3 separate regions of the Mus musculus genome follow, and regions 1 and 2 are each linked to region 3. A link is a contact called in public ChIA-PET and promoter capture Hi-C data. All regions are on one chromosome and are shown on one strand. Each heading gives the region's core, a stretch centred on a gene start, on an enhancer-like site or on the middle of the called end of the contact. The rest is flanking DNA. Distances are from core to core; before and after follow the strand shown. Region 1 holds the start of Gpr83 (G protein-coupled receptor 83). Region 2 holds the start of Izumo1r (IZUMO1 receptor, JUNO). Region 3 holds the start of Sesn3 (sestrin 3).

The links. Promoter capture Hi-C pulls out the DNA fragments that hold promoters and counts their contacts. ChIA-PET counts read pairs in DNA pulled down with a chosen protein or histone mark.
Region 1: a contact with region 3 is called in a promoter capture Hi-C map of hippocampal neurons, with 3 times the contacts expected there. The contact joins the promoter of Gpr83 here to the promoter of Sesn3 in region 3. A contact is called at or near these places in 1 of 39 promoter capture datasets (hippocampal neurons) and 1 of 115 datasets of contacts at active chromatin or transcription factors (memory CD8 T cells).
Region 2: an RNA polymerase II ChIA-PET map of memory CD8 T cells shows a contact between it and region 3, with 28 read pairs. The contact joins the promoter of Izumo1r here to the promoter of Sesn3 in region 3.

The regions. Positions count from the first base shown.
Region 1 is chr9:14,858,650-14,861,511 of GRCm38.p6, forward strand. Gpr83 (G protein-coupled receptor 83) reads left to right here and starts at 1,561. Exons shown (of 4, transcript NM_010287.3): 1 at 1,561-2,271. The coding sequence starts at 1,885.
Region 2 is chr9:14,902,390-14,905,089 of GRCm38.p6, forward strand. It overlaps Izumo1r (IZUMO1 receptor, JUNO), which reads right to left and starts at 1,378. Exons shown (of 5, transcript NM_022888.3): 1 at 1,324-1,378; 2 at 1-134. The coding sequence starts at 131.
Region 3 is chr9:14,274,755-14,277,804 of GRCm38.p6, forward strand. Sesn3 (sestrin 3) reads left to right here and starts at 1,547. Exons shown (of 10, transcript NM_030261.4): 1 at 1,547-1,875. The coding sequence starts at 1,798.

The DNA.
Region 1 (2,862 bases), core at 311-2,810, 580 kb after region 3:
GACAGGGTCCTGGCAGCTGGTGAGGTGGTTTTTCATCCAGTGGTCAGCTTTGCCGCATTTAAAGCAAGCTCCAGGTTCTGTCCATCATCCTCTTTGGAGATATCCACCAGACATCGTCACCAGAGGTGCAGCAGGCTGCAGGAGCCAGAGAAGCACACAAATGCCCACCTTGAGAGCACAGCAGGCCAGACAGGAGCAGCAAAGAATTGGACTCCAGACTTTGGAACTAAATTCACAAACCAATGGTTGGTATATACCTTAGGACAGTTAGATTAGAGCTTGTTTCAGAGCAGGCACTGCAGGGGAGAACAGGTGTGTGCTGGGTGTGTACACACTGCGGTTGGCCTGTTCCTTTGCTTTTCCGGCTCCTGCTGTGTGGACTTGGACTCCCACTTTGCAACAAACTTACAGATCCATCAACTATAACTTAAAGATAGGTCATTTACAAGTCTGTGAAGGGCGTGGTGGGGAGGCAGGCAAAAGCAACAGAGATTGGAGCAGAGGAAAAAGAAATAGGAAATGGGGGACTTTTTTCTGTCCCCTGACCACTTGCTCAGCAGCATTTGGGTTGATTATCTAAGAGGTTGCTCACCAGGGTCAGATGACACACTAGATGTCTTAAGTCTGGCACTAGATGGAGCGGTCAGTGGCTCTGCAAGAGGCATCCAACAGGGGAACCAGGAGGTGGATAATGCAGTTCCCACGGAGGAATTGGGGCTTGTCTATCAATATAGGTATATACACAAGTAAAAAAGGGGGTCTATGCGAGGGACTGAAAGGGCAGGTGAGGAACAAGAGAGGGAAACCAAAGTTCACGTGACACGAAAGCAGGAAGAACTTTGACCAGAGGAAGGGGACCAGAAAGAGGAGTGATGGGAAGCCAGGATGAGGGTGGCTAAGAGGAAAGGACATATGCATCATGTGTATTCATGACACTCCCATGAAGAAACAAACCCCACTACTGTGTATGCTAACTGTAATTGTTTTAAAATGCAATTTAAAAATTCTCACTGGAGAATGGTGGGTCCAGAGATCCATGGCGGCAAAGCTACTGTTTCCAGAGTAGTGGACACAGAGTGGAGCTCTTTATTTCTTTTGCTTCTTGGATTTGTCAAGTGTTTGAAGGCTGTCAATAAAACAATAGACCTTTACTAAGCCCTCCAGTGAGTCTTAAGGTTTAGATGGAGAGGAAACATCCCAGGAACTACCCGGATCAGGAGCCACCTTACTGTAGGGAATGTGCGGAGGCTACAGTTCAGATGGAAGCCAACGTGGGATCCTCGGACTGCACAGACCCAGCCTTGCAGTGTGACTCCACACGGTCTCTAAGGGTGCTTGCACCTGTCTGCTGGCTTGCTGTACAGAAAGCTGGTGAGCGTGAGGGAGGGGGCTGCTGGAGTCTGGGCTGCAGCCGGGTAGCAGAGCCGGTGTGAGCTGCGCTGGGAACTGCGGTGCTGCGAGAGGGGAGCGGGGCAGCTGGAGCGGAGCGCGTCACGGGAGCGAAGAGACGCTGCACGGCCCTATAGGCGGAGACGCTCTGGCTCCAGCGGGAGCAGAGGTATAAAAGTGCTGCGAGCCGGGCGAGCGCCACCGAGGACCGAGGTGGGTGGCAGTCGGCACCATCAGGCTCCCTTGGCGTTTCGGAGTTTTCTCTGTGGTCCCGACTCTCCGGAGGATCTCGGTTGTCTCCCAAGTCGGAACCTGGCACGGTCCAGGTTCACTCGGAGGTCCGGGCTTCCTCTGTGCCCCGTGCCCCTCGCTCCCAGGCTCCCTCTGTGGTGTGGACTCCTCTAGCCCGGTGCGCTCAGCCCCTCGCACCCAGCCTCCAGGCACAGAGCCCGGCAGGGAGCTCAGCCCTTGTGCCTAGAGCTGCAGTGGCTGGACATGAAGGTTCCTCCTGTCCTGCTTCTCTTTCTTCTGTCCTCAGTGCGAGCTACTGAGCAACCGCAGGTCGTCACTGAGCATCCCAGCATGGAGGCAGCCCTGACCGGGCCCAACGCCTCCTCGCACTTCTGGGCCAACTACACTTTCTCTGACTGGCAGAACTTCGTGGGCAGGAGACGTTATGGGGCCGAGTCCCAGAACCCCACGGTGAAAGCACTGCTCATCGTGGCCTACTCATTCACCATCGTCTTCTCGCTCTTCGGTAATGTCCTGGTCTGTCATGTCATCTTCAAGAACCAGCGCATGCACTCGGCCACCAGCCTCTTCATTGTCAACCTGGCAGTGGCGGACATCATGATCACATTGCTCAACACGCCCTTCACTTTGGTAAGGAAAGGTCCTCCCGGGCTGTCTCTTCTCCTGAAGCATCTTTCTATCCTCGCTCCTTCTGACATTCTCTCTCTTCCAGGTCCTCCCCACCCTAGTCCTTCACCTGTTCTGCTTGGCCACCTCAGCCTTAGTTTGTGTTCCGGTCTAAATCCTGAGTCTCCTTTCTGTCCTGTCACTAATCAACCTTCCTTCCATCTCTCTCTCCCTCTTTCCTTTTTCTTTCATTCCCAAGCCAGAGTTTCTGCAGCTGGCAGCACTAATTCAATGAATCAAATGCCTGCAGTCGGCCCTAACAGACTGACCATTTCGTGTTTACCCTCCTTGCCACAGGTGTTTGGAAGTAGCAAACAGTAAATCAGGTCCCTGAAATGTTAGCAGAGGCTACTATCCTGAGCCTCTCTTCAGCGTGTGAAAAACCCACCTCCCACCCGGAGGGTGCTGCTGCTGGGTCTTTTGAGACAGCAACTGCTAGTTGCTGGAGTTTGAAATGTCTTTCTCTGTGCAAGTGGGCTAAGCTCTGTTCCCTCTGTGGCTTGTGCTGCGAGGGCTGGGACATTTGTGCAGGGGATGCAAGTGACTGCCTCTCTG
Region 2 (2,700 bases), core at 128-2,627, 630 kb after region 3:
TAGAGTTCGTCTTCTGGGCCAGGTTCTTGCTTGTGGCGCTTGGAATTCATGCAGACGCTGAGCAGTTTGTCCCCTGCCAAGGTGGGTAGGACTGCCCACAACCCCAAGAGGATCTGCCACCACTGTGCCATGACCTGCCACAGAGAGAAGCCCATGGTAAAGAGAACCTAGTCTTCTGAAAGACCAGGAAGGTAACACCCACCCCACTCCTGCCAACCACCAGGCACTGAAGAGGGAGGAGGGGCTCCAAGGCTTCCTTAGGTTGCTGAAATATTCTGGCTGCTCCTAGAACCTTCTGTGTAGAGCAGCATCACAGAATGTAGAGTAAGACTTGGATCTGGCACTCATTACAAACCATTGCAGGAATGTAGAAAGCAAACTGACCAACAGGGGAAAAGAGAAGAAAAAGAAAAACAAACAAACAAACAAACAGCAGCTCTGAAGAGGAGGCCAGGCAAGGAATGGATCTAAGCTGCTCACTTAGATACAGTTTGCTAGTTTGGTAATAATATGGATTCGAAGTTTAGAGCTTTAATCCCAGCCCACAGCCAGCCTCTTGGCCAAGTAACCAATTCCCAGTAAACAGATTCTCCTTATGGCAAAAGAACATGGTGGGGTGGGATGTCAAAGCCAGCTTTATCCATCACATGCCAACCCTAGTTCTATTCCCTAGGAAGGGTCCACACCAGCTCCTCAGAGTAGTTCATCCCCACCCTGACCCTTCAACCAATGAGCTTTCCTTAGCTCATTTCAACCAACCCCAGTCTATCTCAGAGACACCCTATGTGTCAGGCTGTAACAGACAGCCTAAGACCCCTGCTGGCCTCTCAGGGCTAGGGGCTGAGGAGACTTCCACCTTTAAGCCCTCATCCTAGCACAGGAACACGAAGGCTGGCTTGTACCTTGGTGTTTGCTGATACATTTCCAGTTCTCTTCTGGGTTGTACTGGCAATGGGGGGCGGTGGTGGAGAGGCTGGACAGAGAGATCGCCCCTCTGCTAGAACAAGGGCAAACCCGGCTTCAGGAGGGCTCCAGTCAGTCCTCACTGCCAGGACTTCATGGGTCTTACGTCACCTAGGCTTGCTGGGAGCCTGCCCTACACATCAGCAGTTTAGCCGGAGTAGTAGTCTACCTCAGGATGTCTGAGATGTGACTTAGAGACCCAGACTCTTCTGCAGAACCCATCCTGAACTCCAAACCCAAGACTGTTCTTCCACAGAGCCAGCTCCAAGTTTGCACAAAGAACAACTATTCTGAAAGACCGGGAAGGTAAGATGAAGAGAGGAAAGACACCAGCCCCCTCAGCATTGTCTTCAGATGTACCTTCAAGGCAGGGCCCTCCTGTTGCTCCTCCTGATGCCAAAGAGGTGAGCGGGCTGAGGGCGCTCCACCCACTGCCCTTTTATCAGCCTTCAGCTTCTATGAGCTACAGGTGTGGAGAGCCGCCAGTAGCTAGACCTGAGTAGCCTGCCTCCAAGAGAGAGAGAGAAACAAGACCTTGTGGTACCAGAGATCCCTGAAGTGGGTGGCAAGTTCAACTCTCAGCACTGCTTCTAACCTGTGAGAACTTGGAAATAACTTAGATTCTATCAGTCTGTTGCTCTGTAATGAGAGCTGTTGGCAGAATCTGTCCGGCGGGGTGGGGGGTGGGGGTGGGGTGAGAGGGATCATGAAAAGTTCACAGCCCAGGGATGTCTTAACAGTCCTTCATCTTTTGTTCTCAGAAGCTTCCTCGGGTCCCTTCCTCTGCTCAGACCCCTGGGGCCTCTGAGTAACAGAATCCTCCCACAGCATCCGGGTCTAGCTTAGCAGCACGCAGGTGCACAGACAGGCAGCTTGGCCAGCCAAGAATTTAAGCAACAATCAAAGCTGAAACAAAAGCCGCCCCTCAGGGCCACCAGGGGCAGCCTGCATTTGCACCCTGTGCCTGGTCTGATCGCTGCTCCAAAGGTCCCATTGGAGGTGATGCCCATAACTTTGCTTGTCTTTTATGTTCTGTCTCCAAAGGAAAAGTAGCCAAAAATCACTGAAATTTCATACAAAAAGTAGTAAATAAATAAAAACATTCCTTGTGATTTCCACCAAGGAAGACAAAGTACAGCACACGGTGTTCAGCTGCCAGTCAATGTACAAAGCACATTGATTTTGTGCAGGGAAAATAGCAGTTTCCATGCGTGGGTATGGAGTACTGAACATCCACGAGGACTAGTCACGGGGCTGGAGGCTAGGGCACTGGTACACAGTCTGGCTTACTGCCTGCAAGAATACCCCAAATGAGCACTCTCTTTTGTAGGGGATACTGAGGCTCGGACAGAGGTTGATGGAGCTAGAATCTGAGAAAGGCTTGTTTGACTCCATATTTAATGCTTATGAACCAGGTGAGGGGGATGCCCCCAGGACTGAGGGGTAGAAACTATCCAGATCTTTAAAAAAATTAAACGTCACAGTCAGACTTTGGGGGTGGGGGTGTGTTGGCTTTTCCGGAACAGAGCAGTAATGGTTATCAGCCCAACTTGCATGTCTGGTCTTCAACAGAGCTGAGACTCATTTCCTGAAGCCAGAGGCCAAATGGAAAGGCATTTCTGCTTCGAGGGTCTCTTTTGTATCGGTGTCCACAGGGACAGCAGAGGCAGGTACTCACGTCTGTCCTGTATAGACACCCAGGGAGCAACAAGTCTTGACAAGTAAGCGTTTTGGAAC
Region 3 (3,050 bases), core at 297-2,796:
AGATGTTGAGTATGGAAGAGATTGGTAGTTTGAACAACAGTTTGGTCTAATGGCTTTGTTATGCTAACCGTGCAGGCTTCTCCAACAGCGCCTTCCCGATTTTACATCATAGTACACAAAATTCCTAACACAGGGTAGTATGTTAAATTAAAAACAATACAAGAAAAACAATACAAGTAAACCAGTGGGTCGGTTCTTTAAAACCATCTCCACAGATACATTCTACAAATTGCAGGCCTTCACAATTCCTGACACACTCGAGACCTTTAGAAAACGAGAAGCCGAGAATACAGATTAGGTTCTCAAGAGCGAAAACAGGTGATGTCATAGCACGCAGTGCGGTGTGGTCACCGCCAAGGCCGGCTGGGGAACTGCAGTTCTTGGGAGCTTGGTGCTCTGCGCCAGTAGCAGAAGCACCCTATCATGGGCTCCACGACACCGGTGAGCACCCTGAGCCAATCAGGTGCTCGCTTTGCACCGCCTTTGTTCTCACTGGGGAGCAGGCAGCCAGAGTCTGGTCTGCAGTCCGGGGTTGGTGTTTGGCCCCTCGGAGTACCTGGCTCTCTCACTCGCCTGGGTTGGGCATCTGGCCAGCCGGAGCTTTCCTCAGTGACTTATGCCTTCTGTCTCCAGAACATAGAAGCTAAACCCTGACTCACCGTTGTCAGTTTTGAGAGAGGAAGGTCCAGTCCAATCGTTTTAAATGGCAATTCGTACTCAAAACCTTCCATCACAGGCAGGGATTGTGCTCTGCAAGTTTCTAACCAGAGGCCTCCCACAGGATTTGTGTGTGTGTGTGTGTGTGTGTGTGTGTGTGTGTGTGTGTGTGTGTATCAATCTCTGACTTGTTCATGATAAACGAACTTTCTTTGCTGTGAGAACGATCGTCGGAGAGAGGGAAAAACCCCTAAACCAAAGATGTGTCTCCGGGTCTCCAACTCCAATAGCTGTGTAGACTTCTAACTCTACAGCCGTAGGTAGTTGGTCTTTCGTACCAGATTTACAGAGTGCATAAAGAACATAAAGTTCTTTGAGATCTGTGGGAGCAAAGTGCTGCAAGACCGCAGTCTTCCTCACAGCTATTAGATTTAGATCCATGGAGAGAAAGCTGAATCTCTGCCCCGGAGGAAGGAACGTTCTAGCGTCCACCCGGCCCACTCCCGAGAGATCAGGAAATGTTTAGCTAGGTCTCAGATCCTCTAGCGAGCTCTAGCTTCCAGCTATTTAATCTCACTCTCCATTCTGCACGGTTTTTGCAGAGAGGCGTGGCTTGTCCTGAGGGTGGCGCTAGAGTTCCTGATAATTTGCATACACCACACCTCCATTTCTCATTGGTAGATTGGAGTCCCTCCCACCCCACTACCTAACTAACCCAGGGTCACTCTTCAGCATCGAGCCTCGGAGATAAACTTAACTTGCCCGGAGATTCGTGTTGCTCTCGCCTCCCGCGATTGGCCGGAGCCACTCATTGGATGCGGGTGCAGAAGGGGGCGTTGCCGGTGCCGTCTGGTTGGCGGGAGGGGGCGGTGCCCAGCGCGGCTGCCCTGAAGGCGGCGGGCCTCGGGGGCGGGGCCGCACTGAGAAGCTGAGACGGCCGCGGCTGCTCGTCCTGGCTGGCGGGGCGGGGGTCTGGCGATGGGGGCGGGAGGAACAACGGGTCGCTGAGTGCCGCGGCTGCCGTCCCCGCCGAGCTCGCGCGGGCAGCCGCTGCGCCGTCGCTGCCGCCCGACCCCCTGAGAAGAGAACGTTGAAGCAGCCCTTCGCTAGCGGCCGCGGTGACAGCCCGGCTCCGGCGCGATGAACCGCGGTGGCAGCAGCGCGTCGGCCTCGGCCAACTACCTGCTCTGCACCAACTGCCGGAAAGTGCTGCGGAAGGTACGGCGCGGCCGCGTCCGGCGGCGAGGCGCTCCCCACGGTCCGGGTCCGGGCGGCGCTTGCGGGGGAGGGGGGACGAGAGGCAAAGTGTCCCCCCGCGGGTCCCTGCGCCCGGCCCCTGGGCTGCCGCCGGGTCTGCCCCGAGGCTGAAGGGATGCTGGGATGCTGGGAGGAACCGGCTCGGCTGGGGATGGAGGCTGGCCTGAAATCACAGCAACCAGTTTGGTCTGCAGGAGACTGGCTGCCTCTCCCCGGTGGCTGACTCTGGGGGGGTGTTTTCTTCGACTGGGTCGCTTCTGCCAGGCCTACGGTGCCTTGGCACCGCCTCTTGACATTCTCTTGGTGGGTCCCGAAAGGCACCATGAAGGCATCTTGAACTTTATACCCATAGGAAATGCTGTTCGATCTTCCAGCGCTTTCAGCTTGGGTTGGTGGAGGTGGAGGCTGAAGACGACTTGGGTTCGCCCTCCTTATCATCCCCCACCGCGATGTCGATCGAGAAAATCCGACCCAGGATTGGCTTATTGCTTTCCAGAGTGACTGATAGAAAGTTTACTCCAGTATTGTTTAGCTTACTTGGCTTAATCGCCCCGTGGGGGATGGGGATGCAGGGAGAGAAAGGATGACAAAATGTCCCTGTAGACGCAGAAGAGGTTTTAATAAGATCTGAATAGCCTCCTTGACTAATATAATCTGTTTCTTTTTTACACTCTTATTTTTACATTGCATGAAATGAAATCATTAGGTGAGGTGTTTCTGTTTGTCCAGCACCAATGAATTAAAATTGCTGAGCTGTGCATATTTGAGAGCTAAGATGAATATGGTGCCGTTTTTGTCAATTTTCCTATCTACAGTCAATTTAGGATTGCTCTTTATGTCCTAGGAAAAACAAGCAAGCACATAAATAAGCAAGCTCAAATATTTGCGCTCTTTGTCCAAAAACTGTTTTTCTTCCTCTGTGGGTCAGGCCAAGTGCCAATCAAAGTTGTTTTTCAAGCCTCTTTTCCCTGCCGTGGAGCTGGTTCTTCCCCCTCCTTTCTCCTATTTTATTTGAGAGCGTCAGGAAAGCAAAGGAATTGCAGGTTTGAAGTTAATCAAACAATTAAATACGCCTTAAATTGTGTTTATTGGATATGTTTCTCTTAAAAAAGATTTTTATTAAATGTGCATGTTGA